Regions from separate parts of the Sus scrofa genome. Here all the other regions are linked to region 1. The links are chromatin contacts, called in public Hi-C maps. All regions are on one chromosome and are shown on one strand. The core of a region is the stretch at or near the end of the contact, and the rest is flanking DNA. Distances in the headings are between cores, read along the strand shown. Region 1 holds the start of PAPPA2 (pappalysin-2). Region 2 overlaps ASTN1 (astrotactin-1). Region 3 overlaps PAPPA2 (pappalysin-2).

Region 1 (4,829 bases), core at 949-3,448:
CAGAGAAGCTCGTTCTTTCCAGCACTAGCTGAATAAGATTCCGATAAACATATTGCTGAAATGTTTGTTTCCGGGTGTCATTTTAGACTTCAAGTAGCTAAAACAGATCCGGCTCCTATATATAGATACTGCATTTGGTTGTGTTCTGGGAGGCTTTTATTACTACACTCCCTGGCTGGCTCCCAGCTGAGCTTTTCCCTCAAGGGATCAGATTTTGGAATCAGAAAATCAGAAGGGATCAGTGACCACATTAAGGGGTCTCTGTCCCTCCCTCTCCCTCTCCCCACTGTGCACCCAGGCAGGTGGACGCCAGCATGGACTGGCTCCTCCCTTTGCTTGCAAAGACTCTTAATAATCATGATGACAATGCTGATGGAAACTGACCAGCTCCACTATGGCAGCAAATACAAGCAAAACAGCCCTGACGTCCTGGGCGTAAGGAAACATAGTATAATTTGGGTTGAAATGAAGTGCAGATTGTCACAAAGAGCTCAGTCTTTAGATAAGAGAACCCAGGACTCTCTGAGTGTAGAAGAAAAGAAAGGAGCTATTAAGGGTGGGGTTTTTTTTGGCAGGGGGGAAAGGTAAGTGGGTCTGAATTTTACTGGTGAATTCTCCAGGGGAAGATAATGCTGGGAACAAAAAGGTGAATGACAGAAGGTGGAGGTGGGGATTGAAGGAAGAGATAGAGGCAGGGAAAGAGGAAGGCATAGGGGTTTACTTAAAGAAACAAAGTTGAACCCTGGCAATCTCACTTTTTAACGTGACCGATCACTAAGAGTGAATCCCTTCACTATGTGTCCTTTGTGTTCTGTGCATAAAACTGAACCACTGCCCCATTTTATAGTGTCTCCCTTCACCTGCCTCCCTGGTTCCTTTATGCTTAACCATTAGGGATCTAACTGCCTTCCTGGTCTCCATATTTTATGTTCCTCACCACCTCTTTCTCTTTTTATCTTCCTCTCTGTCTCAGTCTTCCCTCCTCTCTTCCCTGCTTTTCTTTTTGAGTCCTTCCTCCTCCCAGACTCTTGTCTTTCCCTTCGTCCCCCTCCCCTCCCCCTTCCATTTCTCCCTTTCCTCTTCCATCCTTCCCTTCCCCCTCCCTCCCTTCCTCTTTTCCTTCTTTCCTCCCTCCTCCCTCTTCCCTTTCTCCTCTCCTCCCCTCGCCCCCTTCTGCCCTTTTCCCCTTCACTCCTCTCTCCACGGCCCCATCTCCCCATACCCTCTCCCTCTCCCCTCTCTTCCCTCCTTCCTCTTTCCCTCCCTCTCCCTCTCCGTCCTTGTTTATCTGTAAGCTCCAATTTCTTGCCTTATAGATTTACCTGCAGAACAAGACACCGCTCCTCTTGCAAAAACTGTTTAAGCAATCCATATCCTCTCCCTTCATTCCTTGTGCATTTCAGAAATGATATTCCTCCCCCAACTACCCCCGTCAAAATAAAATAAATTCAGCCAGCTCCTGCTGTGTGTCCTTAAATCCATTCCCTCTAGCTTCGCTGGTTTGAAAGCCTGTACCCTAGAAGGGGCCTCCTGCATTTGCTGGCAACCCTGCTCGAGTCTGATCGCCACAGATAGTGCTTTGGAGTGAAAAAAGGGGGGAAAACCCTCTCGTTGGAGATTTCAAAACAGATTCTACCAGCTTTCAAATCTGTGCACTTGTGGAGTGGCAAGGCTTGGGGAAGAGGCATAGGGGACTTGGGGTGCGGGTGTTTGTCATAAACAAATAAGCCACAGAATTTATACATATATATAAATGTGCGTTTCCTCTGGCGTGTTTGGTGTCTCTCTCCCTGGCATCCAGGGTGGGTGCTGTGCGAGTCTGACTTCTCTCACCCTTTGGCCGGGGTCTGGTGTGTGAACGTGTGTGATGGAATTGAGGAGGGGGTCGCTGTGTTTTTGATCTGATTCACTTGACAGATTATTTGAATCCAGCCCACCTTTCCGCACATGTCAAACAGATGGGATCCTTGTTAAAGCCGCGGTGGGTAAGGCAGGGAGGGGAGGAGAGGAGGGGGACCGAGGGGAGAGGGGCCCCTTCCAGTAGCTTTGTATTTTCACAGGTTGGGACTGACAAGAGCCCTGCTCCTCTGTGGGGGGTGTTTTGGGGGCACGGGGCTGATGAGGGGTGGGATGGAAAGGAGAGAGAGAGGTGGGGTGTTGGTGGGCAGGGTTATGATGTCACAGCAAAAGTTACAACAGGAGGAAAACACAGAAATGGTTCAACATTTTTTTTTTTAAACTTTGGACTGCCAAGAGCTGAAGGAGAGTGGTGAGCAAAGGAATGAAGGGGAGAGAGAGAGAAACTAAACTGGAAGCTTGAGTTTTGTGTAGCTTCTTGAAACCTTATGAATGGATTACTAGCAGCTGAGAGCCAGGAGAGACCTATAGGGGATGCAAGATCATTCACACACTAAAAGGGGGAGAAAAGCACGGCGGGATTCTTCCTCCTTGCTGTGTTAGCCCTCCTTCCTGAAATGAATGGTATGAAACCTTTTGCTGGGGGTCGTGGGGGTGGCATGAGGGAGGGGGAAGCGTCCTCCTCCTTGTCTTACCTGGCTGTCTTCCCTCCTTTCTTTCTTGGTTTCTCTCTGTCTCTGTCTCTCTCTCCTCTGCTTGTCTCTCTTTCTTTACAGTCACCCCCTACCCCCTTTCAAAGCCCCTATCTCTACGGAGCTGCTTGGGGGTGGGGGTGGGGGTGGGGGGTAAAGGACTGAGTCAGAAAAGTGAAGGGAGGCAGGGGGATGATGAGAGGAAAAAGGACAGTCTAAGACTTAGAGATTTCTGTTTAGTAATAGCCACGTGCCTGAATTGATATCTTCTTGGGGACTTGCCTTGAGGCTTCAGTGGATGCTGCAGAGGGAAACAGGGCATGCCAGGGATGGGGGTGTTAAGGTTGCAGCATTCTTAAAGCAGAGAAGTCAGTTACTATCTAGGGTAGAGGAGTTCAGAAGACGATGAGACCCAAGGCAAAAGAGGCAGTGTGATCTTACTCCAAAGTATGTGGGCTGCATGTTTTATACGTGGGCAGCACAAGCAGTGATTTTAGAACTGTAAGTGATTTTTCTTGTGATTGAATGAAGGACCCTCTATATTTCTGTACCTGTTTTGTACTCACCTGTCGTCAAACATCCTTACCTGTGTTGAGAATTCAAAAACATGCTCTGTGTGTGTGTGTGTGTGTGTGTGTGTGTGTGTGTACATGCTCATGTGTTTAGGGGGTGGGACTCTTTGAGATAGCTTACATCTAAGCAAACATTATTATAGAGGTTAAAAATCACATTATTTACTTCCCCACTCTATCCATTCATTTCCAAGCAATTAAAAATAGTTGTTTGGGTCTAGCTGTTTATTTTTGTAATTTACTTATTTTGAGCATCTCCTTTGTTTATTTGCTCACTCAGCATATGGTGACTTTTAGTAACTTGAGAGTGAGAAACTTCAGCGAGAATAAGAAGACCTACACAGTACAAATCCATGGCATTTCCACTGAATGCTTCTTACAGCAGGATAATTGATTTCTCCTTTTTCCCAATGTCTAATATACAGTGAATTGGGGGTATTGTTCTTTAAATCCCAAACTGATTGAAATTAAAAAAAAAATAGAGGAGATGTGTGGCAAAACAAAAGAAAGAGATATAAGCGGACCCTACAAGAGTGGTGTGGATTTATTAGGCAATAGGCAGGTCTGTTCACAACACAGTGTGAGCCTGTGTGTGTGTGTGTGTGTGTGTGTGTGTGTGTATGTGTGTAGGAGAGAGAGAGAAAGAAAGAGAGGGAATACACACAGAAAAGAGTGCTCCAAAACAGTATTGATTGTTGGCTATTGATTGTGTAGGCTGCGGCTGCTGAAAGAGAAAGCGGGAGATGTTTACTGGGGAAACCAAGAGTAGCGTCTGTCCCCTGTGCCTCAGTGAGGTGGGGAGGTTTTCAGGAGGAAGGAGGGGACAGGGAGTAGGTGGAGAGATGCACCGAACTTATTAGCTTTGACATCATTGTCTTTAAATGAAACAAACAAGAAGATAATTACAGGCAGAGAGAAAGGGAACGAAGGGGAGCAGGAAGGACCGGAGAGAACAGGTCCCCCGAAGGATATGCTCTTCTTCTCGCTCTTTTTTCCGTCTTCCCAGGGACCCACAAGACTCCCAGAAGGTGAAGTCAAGGGCTCTCAGACTCATAAGGTTATTAGGACACCAGACGGGCACCCCAAAGGAGAGCTTTACGGAGACTTGCAACACACCACCAAGTTGGAAGGGGATAAATAAAACCTTCAGCACTCACCAACCCCAGGCACGGAGCTGAGGGAGACATTCTGACCTGCACAGGCAGACTGGAGGCTGAATGGGGAGCTGGCTGAGGACATCTGGAGAGTGAAGGTTAAGTACCAGCTGCGATTTCTGTGCCCCCCAGATTCTTTTTGCCTTTTTAGATAATAGGCATCAAATTCCGTGTCTCTGTATACCAGTGTTTCTAGCAATTTACTGGAAGGCAAGGAGTGTATTTTAGGTTAAAGACTACAAAGAGAAGGTAACTCCTAGGGAAGGAAGAAGGAGAAAGAAAAGAACCTTAGAGGCTAAGATTCTTTGTAACAACTTCAGGTATCAAGTGGCGTGTGGTTGTGAGTGGGTGTGTATTTGAGAGGATTTGACCATGGGTCCCTCTTCTAGTATCAGTGAGGGGAGGGGCTACTGAAGAAGGAAAAGAAAAAGAACAAGAAAGAAACCTGAGCTCTCTGGAAGAAATTCAAAGGAACCCAGAGAAATGAACTTCATTCTGCAAGAACTAAACTAGAGCAAGAGGAGGTCAAGGGAGAAGGGTGAGGGCAGCACCTA
Region 2 (4,829 bases), core at 1,420-3,919, 310 kb after region 1:
ACAGATTTCAGGTTCCCACTGGAGCTCCTGATCCAGTAGGTCTCAGATGGAACCTGAATATTTGCATATCTAACAAGTTCCAAGGAGATGCTGATGCTGCTGGTCTGGACCACACTTGGAGCCCAACTGTTCTATATAATTCACCCTCTCAAAACTTTCTTACTTCTGGGGCCAGCATCATTACATGACAAACAACTCTCCCTTCATCCTTGACCTTGGCACACACTTTTCCTTCCTTCCACATCCCTGTGTTGGCTGAAACCTGGACGAAGCCTTCTCTAGTACTGAGGGATCCTTCTCATACCCTAGAGAAGAGCAGTCTCCCCAAAACAACGACTTTCTCTCTTTTTCCCTCTCTCCCCACTTTAAAACTTACCTGCCTGTTCTATGTCCCACCACTCATTGTCTGACTATGCTTCTCCTTCCATGGAAGAATCTAGTATCTGGTTATCTTCCCCACCTCACTTCGTATCACCATTTGGGGTGACTTCACCGCCCCAATGAAAGGCCTGCTTAAGTCTCTAGACTCCCCAGTCACTCGTACCTGAGAACTTCTCCATCTCTGAAGTAGTAACTCCTAACATCACCCATGTGTTATGACCACAACCTCCTTTCAGGACTCTTGTACTTCTTATTGCTACCACATATATTCTTCAGTGACAGGAAGCCCAAGTCCTTACATGTCTGTCTTCACTCTAGGCATCGGTCTGGTATTTACATCCTTACCTACCTAACCTAATCCACACAGCCCAGTGCTAGTGCCCTCAGATAACTTGGTCCATCTTTTGCCTTCCTCTGCCTTCATTCAGCTAGGCTGCTAGGATCTACCAGGGAAAAACCACAAGGAATAGGTAGTCTTGCTTGTGTTCCCTCAGCATTTTGTACACACCTCTATACAGCACTTTCCACAGTATATAAGGCTGAGATAACTCTTCTTTCTCTCATGCTTGACATTCAATCCATTAGCAAATCCTTTTGGTCCTCCCATCAAAATAATTTGGAATTGGACCACTTCTCATCACCTCCATCCCAATCATTCTAGTTTAAAACAACACCATCCCTCCTCTGTATCGTCACTGCCTTCTAATCAGTCTTCCCGCTTCCACCTTAGACCCACTCTTCGGAGCCCACTAGAGCAGACAGAACAATCCAGTAAAACATTAAGTATGATTATGTCATTCTTCTCCTCGCTGTTTTCCAAGGCTTCCTATCTCAACCCCTAACAGAATCCCCTCCCTACTCTGGTGACCAAGCCCTGGGGGACCTGCCCCATAGCCACTCAAAGTTCCTTTCCTACGCGTCTCCTTCTCACCTCCTTTCTCCCCAACAGAGCCTTCTTTCTCGTCTTCAAACACGCCAAGCATGTCTGTACCACTGCCCCTACTGTAACAATGTCTGTGTCTTCCTCCTTCACCTCCTCCCATCCCACTCTAGGTGAAATTCTGCCTCTGCACCTCCAATACCATTTCCCTGCTTATATGTCTCCATAAGTATGTCATTATCCAAAATATTGTTTCTTTTGCTATCTTATTTGTTACCCCTGCTTAAATATAGACTCCATGAGGCAGGGGATTTTGTCCCCTAACACCTAGACCAGGTATTTAGTAAGGTCTTAAGTTGTCTGATTTGATAAATTCATGAAATCTGATTATAAACATATTGAAAATGGATTCTGAGCCTAGTTATGTTTGTTTCTTTAGCATCTAACACCAGGCTCTGATATTAATTAACAAATGGCTGGGGAAGAAGCAGATGAAGAAATGGAGAGTATCTATGCCTGGCATCAGGAAAAGAGGATGGATGTTGGAGGAAAGATGGAGGAGAACTAGCCTTCCCTTAGGGCAGCTATGTGAAGAGCTCCTGGAAGACCATGCCCCAACCTAGAGACCAGGTTGATCTTATTCCTGACTCTAGCCTATGCTGCTGGGAGGGCAGTTTCAGGAAAACACTGGTAGAAACTTATTTGCAGAATGGCTTTACTGTCATGATGTGGGGAAAAAACAATTTATAGAAGGTATCTAGTTTAGGAAGATGTTCATAGAAGAAGGAGAGTCCAGCTTCCTGGTAGATAATTAGGAGCTGAAGTCATGTTCTCGGTCACTTAAAAGGTAGTTCCCATATTTTACTAGGTTTAAACTCAACCCAACTGAGTTATATTTATGTTCACCATCTGGATTGGAAGGAGGCAAAGCATATTTTTTTTTTTTTTTTGGTGTAACTGCTAGGGTGGTATTAACTTGCAAGGATGCCCTCAATTAGTCTAACTCATTAATCTCCACGCCTGCCCTGTACAGGGCACCTTCTTGGCTGAAAGATAACAGGACCTGGGGATGTTATTTCATTCTCTCAGCATTAAATTGCCTCTCATGCACCCGGCTGGCCTGCTGGGATTTCAGAAAGTCTTCTTTGTCAGGGAGCGCAAAGGGTCAGAAGCACGTCCTGATATGCTTTGGAGACTAAAATTAACACAAAGAAGTCCCACAGAGAAATAGTACAGTGGGCTCTCCTGGGCAGATCACTCTATGTTGGCCACTCTTTATTCCAGAGATGCTTCTATCCATATATTCCTGCAGGGGGCGTCTGATGGCATCCCTCCCACCTGCTTCTCACCCCCCACACCCAGATTTCCAACCAGCCTGCTGCCTATTCAGCAAGCAAGCCCAAGGTGCCTGCCGCTGCCAGCAAGATCAGCAGATTCTCCACAACAGAAATAGCTGTGGCACCTCCTCATCACCTGTTCTTACCCTGGCTTGGAGTAAGAAATCAACAGATGATGAAATAAGGGTACCACGGGTTCCACCAGTCTCTCAACCCCAGATTCTGCTTTCATCATCACGGGATTTCAGAGACCTTCAAAAGTCATTCAGTCCATACCCCATAAGCCAGGCAGCTCTCACTGAGAGGTGCATCTGTCTTATACTTAAAGGTCTCTATTCAACTGTAATACCTCAATGGACACCAGTGGTCCTCAAGGGAATATTATTTTGGTGTCTAACTTGAACACTACTTTCTTTTTTCTTTTTTGGCCGCATCTACGGCATGGGAGTTCCCAGGCCAGGGATTGAATCTGGGCTGCAGCTGCAGCAATGCTGGGTCCTTAACCCACTGCACCACAGTGGGAACTCCTTGAACACTATTTTTTAAGGTGGGTCTTTTATTCATCAGTATTGAGAGACAAAGAAAGGTTTTCAGTCTCTTACGTAATAACCTTCTGAACATCTAATTTAACACAGTAAGCAAAATGGGAATTGATGTCAAATAATAAGCCTGAATGCTGGCTCTGCAAGATGCCAACTTTGTGACCAGCTTACTTACTCTACTCCGAATCTCAATGTCTGCATCTACAAAGTGGGCCCATATTCTATTCATTCAATAAATACTTACTGAATTCCTACTCAAACTCTATACATGGTTAGTGATTTTGACAGAGACACTGACTGGTGCTGGAAGTTTAGCTTGTGTGAGTTCCAATAAGAGAAACAGTGGGGCTAAGCTGATGATGTGCTGGTAGCCCTCGAATCACCTGTTAATGACCCCTGACTCCAGTTGTATCAGGCTGACCATGAGGGGCACGATTCCATAATGCAGACTCCCTAACATGTCCTGATCACTTACTAGGGGATAGGCACTTAAAAATACTTCATATATATTCACTTAATAAGTTTCTCACTAGAAACTTATTATCTAGGATACCATTATCCCCACCCCGTTTTACGGAGTAGTAAATTGAGGCACAAGGTGAAAACAACCTGCTCAAGGTCAAAAAGTTAGATGGGACAGCAGATATTTGACCCTGAGTGGTCCTACTCCAGCATCTAAGTTTCCCGATAACCAGCTGGTCACCAGGCTGCTTGCTAAGTGTTAAGGACACCAGGGTGGGCAAGAAGAGACCAGAACCCTGCTCTCATGGAATTCACTATCCAGTGGGATGGGTGGCCATTGAACAGGTAGTTCTAATAACAAGCTGAGATTAATGTTCTAAAGGGAATGCCTTCATGTGGTACTATGAAGGCATTTGGCAGTGGCCCCTGAGCCCTCTGTACTGAGGGACACTTGCTCTGAGATCTGCAGGCTGGGAGAAGTTAATCTGTGAAAGGAGCGGGGCTGGAGAGCATCTGCAGGAGTGAGATGGACAGGTGGGAAGGCTCACGCTAGAGATGGAAAAGGTGTGTTGGAGGAACTGAGAAAGGTAGTGAGGCTGCAGGAAGTACAGACTGACAGGGAGCACGGGCAAGAGGAGGCTGGAGAAGTGGGCAAGGGCTCCCCCCCCCCCATTTAGATCCTAATATGCTTGTTGCATATTTTGATCTCCATCACAAGAGGAATGGAGATCCGTTACATTACAGAGTTGTTGGGAGTTCCCGTAATGGCTCAGTGGAACGCAACTGACTCCATGAGGATGTGGGTTCGATCCCAGACCTTGCTCAGTGGGTTAAGGATCTGGTGTTGCTGTGAGCTGTGGTGCAGGCTGAAGACATGGCTTGGATCTGGTGTGGCTGCGGCTGTGGTGGAGGCCAGCAGCTGCAGCTCCAATTTGACCCCTAGACTGGGAACCTCCATATGACAAAGGTGTGGCCCTGAAACGAAAAACTAGAAATAAATAATTAAGAAGAGATGTTAATATGATCAGATTTCTGTGTCGAAAATATCAGTGCCTTTAATGTGTCATGCATGTTAGATGAAGCAAAGCATGTGAAAGCCCTTCCCTTTGAGAAGGCGTGAAGTGCTACAGCATCAGTGATCTTCATTAAAGTAGGCCTCTCTGCCCACTGTGACTTTGCGTCACCCTGGCGCCACCCCTTGAACATTGTGGGATTGTGTCAACTTGC
Region 3 (4,829 bases), core at 1,585-4,084, 270 kb after region 1:
ATTGTATCATTGTTCAGTTTGGCTCTCTTTTGCTGCGAAAACCAGTAAATCCTAAACTATGAGAGAGAGATCAAGAGCTTGGATTGCAAGTCAGAAATCATGCCAACTAGTTCCTGGTCTTGTAGAAAGTAACTAGTCAAGGATCCCATTTCTACCCAGGAAGTCATAACTGCTTTGGAAGAAAGCAATCAATTCTCTCCCCATCACCATCTCACACTCAGCAAATCTAGGATTTGTCTTAATGGATTTCTGTGCCTGTGGCCAACATACACATGCATCTGGATTGAGAAAACATTTCATGCCCCCTACTGTTGACTCCTCAATCACACTTAATTCATATGTGAACATATGCTACAAAATTCCCTCAAACATCACCACCATTGTCCAGCCTACTTGCCCAATGACCAAGCCCATCTCTTCAGTGTACTTAGACTCTTAAATGATATGCCAATGTATTTTTGTGTCATTTGCTCATCCAGACCCAAAGGGTAGACTCTTTGCCACTTTTACATCATGTCTCCTGAATGCCCAAATCTCTCTGAAGCTAAGTATGGACACTCAAAATGTATGTTTATCTGTTGGTAGTTGTGCAGGCAAGAAGAGAGCAACTTTTTCTGGACCCTCCCTGGCCTGGAGGAAGGCTAGTTACATAGCATGAAGGCAATCCAGCCATAAACAAGGGATAGAGAGATGCATTGTCTTACCAAGCCAAAGTATATCCTGGGTTCAAGAAGGGAAAACCCTCAAGTTTATGAAAATGACAGGGATGATCCTATGGCCCCCAGACACCAAAGAGTAGGAGACATAGAGCTGGGGTATAGAGCCTTGGTTTTCCAGATTCAGTGTAAGATGACCTGGACCTAAGTCACTTACCTCTCTTGACCTTCCCTGTAGGAAAAGATACTAACATTCATCTTTCCTACTCTGCATGGATTTTGTGAATATGCTAATAGCGACAAAAACATTAAAGCAGTAGTTTCAGACATGAGTGGGAATACTAGAAGTAGTAGTAACAGGTGTGAGAAGTGCCTGGAAATGTATGTTTCATACCCATCATCTTATTTAAACCACACTAACACCCTCTGGAGTCGCTGCGGTTGTTCTCCAAACTTTGTATATAAAGAAAGTGAAGCAAGGTTTACCTTGCCTAAGGAGACAAGGTAAATGAAAGAGCTGAGTGTTAATTTCAGTTCTGTGATACGAACACATAACCCCATGCTCCCTCTGGGACCAAGTGAGAAAAGCAAAAGCTGGTTGAAAGCATGACACTTGGTGCGACGATGGGTTATTTCAACGTCTCTTTGATTTCCCTAAGGTCATTCCATTTGCTGCTGACTGTGATCTGGATGAATGCACCTGCCGAGACCCCAAGGCTGAAGAAAATCAGTGACTGTGGGAATGAGCCCCTCCTTCCACTGCCCTGGAGGCAGTGAGAAAGAGAGAGCCCTCCACAAAAGGAAACAAAAGGTGAATGAAGAAGAAAGGTCATGAAGGGAGGGACGGATGAAGAACATGGAGAATCTTATAAGAAACTCAAGAGGATGTTTATAGGTGCCAACTATTGCATCAAGTAGTCCAAGTAAGGAAGAATCATAGGCAAAAAAAAGTTTCTTCAAAGAGGCAGTTGATTTAAAGTGGAAAGAAAAATACGATAGATATACAAGGACCCTCCTCCCATTTATATTCTCTCCAACCCCATCGTGAATTCTTGCCCTGCTTCCCACTCTGCACCCTGTCAACTATTCAGCCCTACCCAACTTGTAAACTAGTACCAAAATACTAGAAGAGAAGCTGCCAGGGACACTCTGTTAATACTGGTTTCACATGGATTGCCACCCTTCAGGGCTCTTCTAATCTAAACTGGCTCGCTCCCTTTCTTTGTGTAGTCTCCCTTAGGAATATCGAGGTTAGTGATTAATTCTTTATAAGTATTTAAACATAATTATATAAATATATTATATATATTATATTTTTTGCCGTCTACTAAGCTAAAAATTATTCATGGTTCCACACATGCTGCTGTGAAGTTCACATCCAAAATGAATGCTGAGGGTTTGAGGACCGAGAGACAAGTTATTCTACCATCGTTCTAGTCCTAGGGGCTGGCAGGTTGAGAGGGAACTGGAGAAGGAAGGAGAGCGATCAGATGCAGTTTTTGATGATAATATGTCAGCTAATCATCTTTTTATGAGCTGGGAGCTGGGCCCAGTTGGAGAAGATGGGGTCTCGGAATGATAATACTAAGAGGCACAGAAAAGTGGGTAGGGGGTATGCATTGGTGATGGGTCCAGGAAAACTAGACTAGGATCCATCCAAAAAGAATATATTCTATTCACTTCTCCGAATTCCTAGCTGCACTTGGTGAGACCCAGGATTTTCTACACTTCCATGTGTGCCTGTTCCAAGTGTGGCTCTCAGCCAGCCACTCAGTTAACAAGTTTGTATGAGGGCTCTTTCTCTGATCACCAGGATTACAGGAAGTCACGCATTCCTCATTCTTGGCCTGTGGTCTCACTCATTCTAAGTCCCCAAGCCTGGCCATCATTCACAGCCACATGACCTATTGTTGATTTTCTGGGGAAAAAAAAAAGACTGTCATGGAAATGACATCGGGAAAAGGTGGGAGGAGATGGAAGAACAGGCAGGGATGGAGGAGCCAAGGGAGGCAGTAGACAGGGGAGAAGTCAGGGTTAATCAGAGCGCAGGGCCAGGGAGGATGAAATGAGTCAAGGAAACTCAACCTTGTTCCAAGTCTCCCAAGCAGACCAAATGGGATCCTTTGCACAAGGCAGAATGGGAGTTAAATTCTCTTCAAGTGCGATGTGTCAAATCTGTGTCCCAGAGAGTTCCTTTGGAGCAAGCTGTAAAATACATGGAGCAAGGGTGACACTCTGTGGGGAGAGAGAAGCATTTCAACGATTTGGGGTCCATTTTGTCCTCGTTACCCTTTCTTGCTCAATCGTTGGACTGTACGTGAAATGACCAGGGTAACCTGCCTCTCTGTTTACATCCAGGCTGATGCTCCCTGCATGTGGTCTCTTGCAGTTGTTTTTTGGTAATGATTTATGGATGAGGCCTTGGAGAGGGAGGGTAAGGAGCTAGTTTCTTGTTCAACACCCCAGTTTATCATCTCAGGAAGGGCTGGGAGGTTTGCCTCCCTCCAAGCCTCTTCTCCAGTGGAAGGGAAGAAAGGACAGGCACAAGTTCAAGGGCAGCCTTGGGCTCTCTGGATCTCCTTCCTGCACTTTGGCTCTGACTGCAGTATTCTACTCTTCCCATCCACCCTGAAGCAAGGGCTGTGCAAATAGAAAGGGGAAATACCAATCCCCCACCCCCACTATCTTGAACCGGATTTTATGTAGGAAAGAACAACATTCTGGAATGAAGTTAAAAGGAGAAGGCAACATACACATATTTACCTGCGGGGATGTGAAGTGAGAGCAGCAGAGTCACTGGGGAAAGGAAAGAGCAGCGTCTGCCCATCGAAAATATACCTGTCCTCTGTATTTACAGCCCTAACAGCAAGTATTGCCTGGATGCCTGCTGGTGCTTATCTGGGTTGGCATTCAGTGCCCCCCAAGAAGAGAATATTTGGGGGATTCTGATAGGTCACAACATGGAAGGGACAATAGAAAAGTTTAGATGCTCCATCTTAAAACAGTTGTGAAATCATTATCCAAAGTTCTTGAAGCCGGCAAACTGTGCAGGGAACCCTGTCCTGTCTGAGACTGAGGCAGCAGAGCTGTTACCCTGGGCCCTGCAGGGCTCAGGGAGGCTCCAGCACGGCCCCTCCCCCAGGAACTCAGAGACTGCGCTTCACAGTGCAAGACTGGCCTGTCCCCCTATAGGAATCACAGGACATTTCTCTTTTGTACTCCATTTAAAAATATTTTATTATCTGTGGGCAACATCTGCACTCCATCACTGCCCTGGGAATGTGAGCGGTGGTGTGTGGAAAGCCCTTCAGGCAGAAGGCTGCCTAGCCCGAGTCGGCTCTGGCCATTCAGAGACAGCAGGTTCCCCCAACCTTTGTTCCTGGAGCCTGTGCTTTGCGCTCCTCAGGTCCCTGATAAAGCTGAAGGTCTGAGATGCCATGGTCACAGATCCCCAGTGGATATCAGCTCCACTGGCTCCATGGGTCTGTGTTCTGCGGCTCTTCCCACCCACAAGGCCACAGAGGCTCTACCATCAGTTCTTTGTTCCAAAATCACTTCTCTGCTTCCTCTTTTTCCTAGTAAGTAGGAGCGCTGGTGTCCACGTTGCCTGGGGCTGCAGGACTCTGGTGATTAGCATAACAGCTCCGACCAGAGAGACTAGATTGGAGGGAGGAGAAGGATCAGCTGGCAAACTTGCACCTGAAGTGAAGAGCTGCTCTTGATTCTCTCCTTTCCTTCCCTCCATTACAAGGCATTGGATTTGGCACTTCCTCTCCTCTGAGATCCCTATTGAGTGTGACCGTTTGCACCCCAAAGGGATGGTTTGATTAGGAACGTAGTGAAAAGAGCGGATCTACTGTATTGTAACGTAAAACAGCTACAGCCAGTTATTTTGTAAGATTATAAGATGTTCATTAAAAAATCAGCACACAGAATGGGAAGTGTCTTCAGTGTCTTATTCTTCGTTTAAATCATTCCATCACTTCCAAGTTGCTTTTCATTTGCTCGTGCCCGGTCCAGACATCCATCATTGATTAATTGATTGATGAGTCCTTTCAGTCACTTAAAAACTTTTAAGTAAATGGTGCACATAAAGAAGATAAACATGAAGGTTCCTGGGAAGAGATGACATATTCAAAAGCAGAATGATGTCAAGTGTCTCATGAGTTGTAG

The links. Hi-C and Micro-C count contacts between places; a contact is called where the count stands out from the background.
Region 2: a Hi-C map of skeletal muscle shows a contact between it and region 1, with 3 times the contacts expected there. The contact joins the enhancer-like site here to the promoter of PAPPA2 in region 1. A contact is called at or near these places in 2 of 5 promoter capture datasets (fetal liver and liver) and 22 of 47 Hi-C or Micro-C datasets (alveolar macrophages, brain, embryonic fibroblasts and 13 more).
Region 3: a contact with region 1 is called in a Hi-C map of fetal liver, with 3 times the contacts expected there. The contact joins the enhancer-like site here to the promoter of PAPPA2 in region 1. A contact is called at or near these places in 3 of 5 promoter capture datasets (fetal skeletal muscle, liver and skeletal muscle), 23 of 47 Hi-C or Micro-C datasets (alveolar macrophages, brain, embryonic fibroblasts and 15 more) and 1 of 2 datasets of contacts at active chromatin or transcription factors (skeletal muscle).

The regions. Positions count from the first base shown.
Region 1 is chr9:118,360,465-118,365,293 of Sscrofa11.1, forward strand. PAPPA2 (pappalysin-2) reads left to right here and starts at 2,199. Exons shown (of 23, transcript XM_003130330.6): 1 at 2,199-2,481; 2 at 4,128-4,829.
Region 2 is chr9:118,672,157-118,676,985 of Sscrofa11.1, forward strand. All of the region lies in intron 21 of ASTN1 (astrotactin-1), which reads right to left. Among named protein-coding and RNA genes, the nearest start is that of BRINP2, 290 kb to the right of the region's middle. Within about 2 kb of position 2,670, at least 1 of the 83 cell types and tissues checked has an H3K27ac peak or open chromatin away from gene starts, as enhancers often do. A contact at or near this core is called in skeletal muscle, where this site is marked.
Region 3 is chr9:118,631,382-118,636,210 of Sscrofa11.1, forward strand. PAPPA2 (pappalysin-2) reads left to right here. Exons shown (of 23, transcript XM_003130330.6): 23 at 1,316-4,591. The coding sequence ends at 1,390. Among named protein-coding and RNA genes, the nearest start is that of PAPPA2, 270 kb to the left of the region's middle. Within about 2 kb of position 2,835, at least 9 of the 83 cell types and tissues checked have an H3K27ac peak or open chromatin away from gene starts, as enhancers often do. A contact at or near this core is called in fetal liver and fetal skeletal muscle, where this site is marked.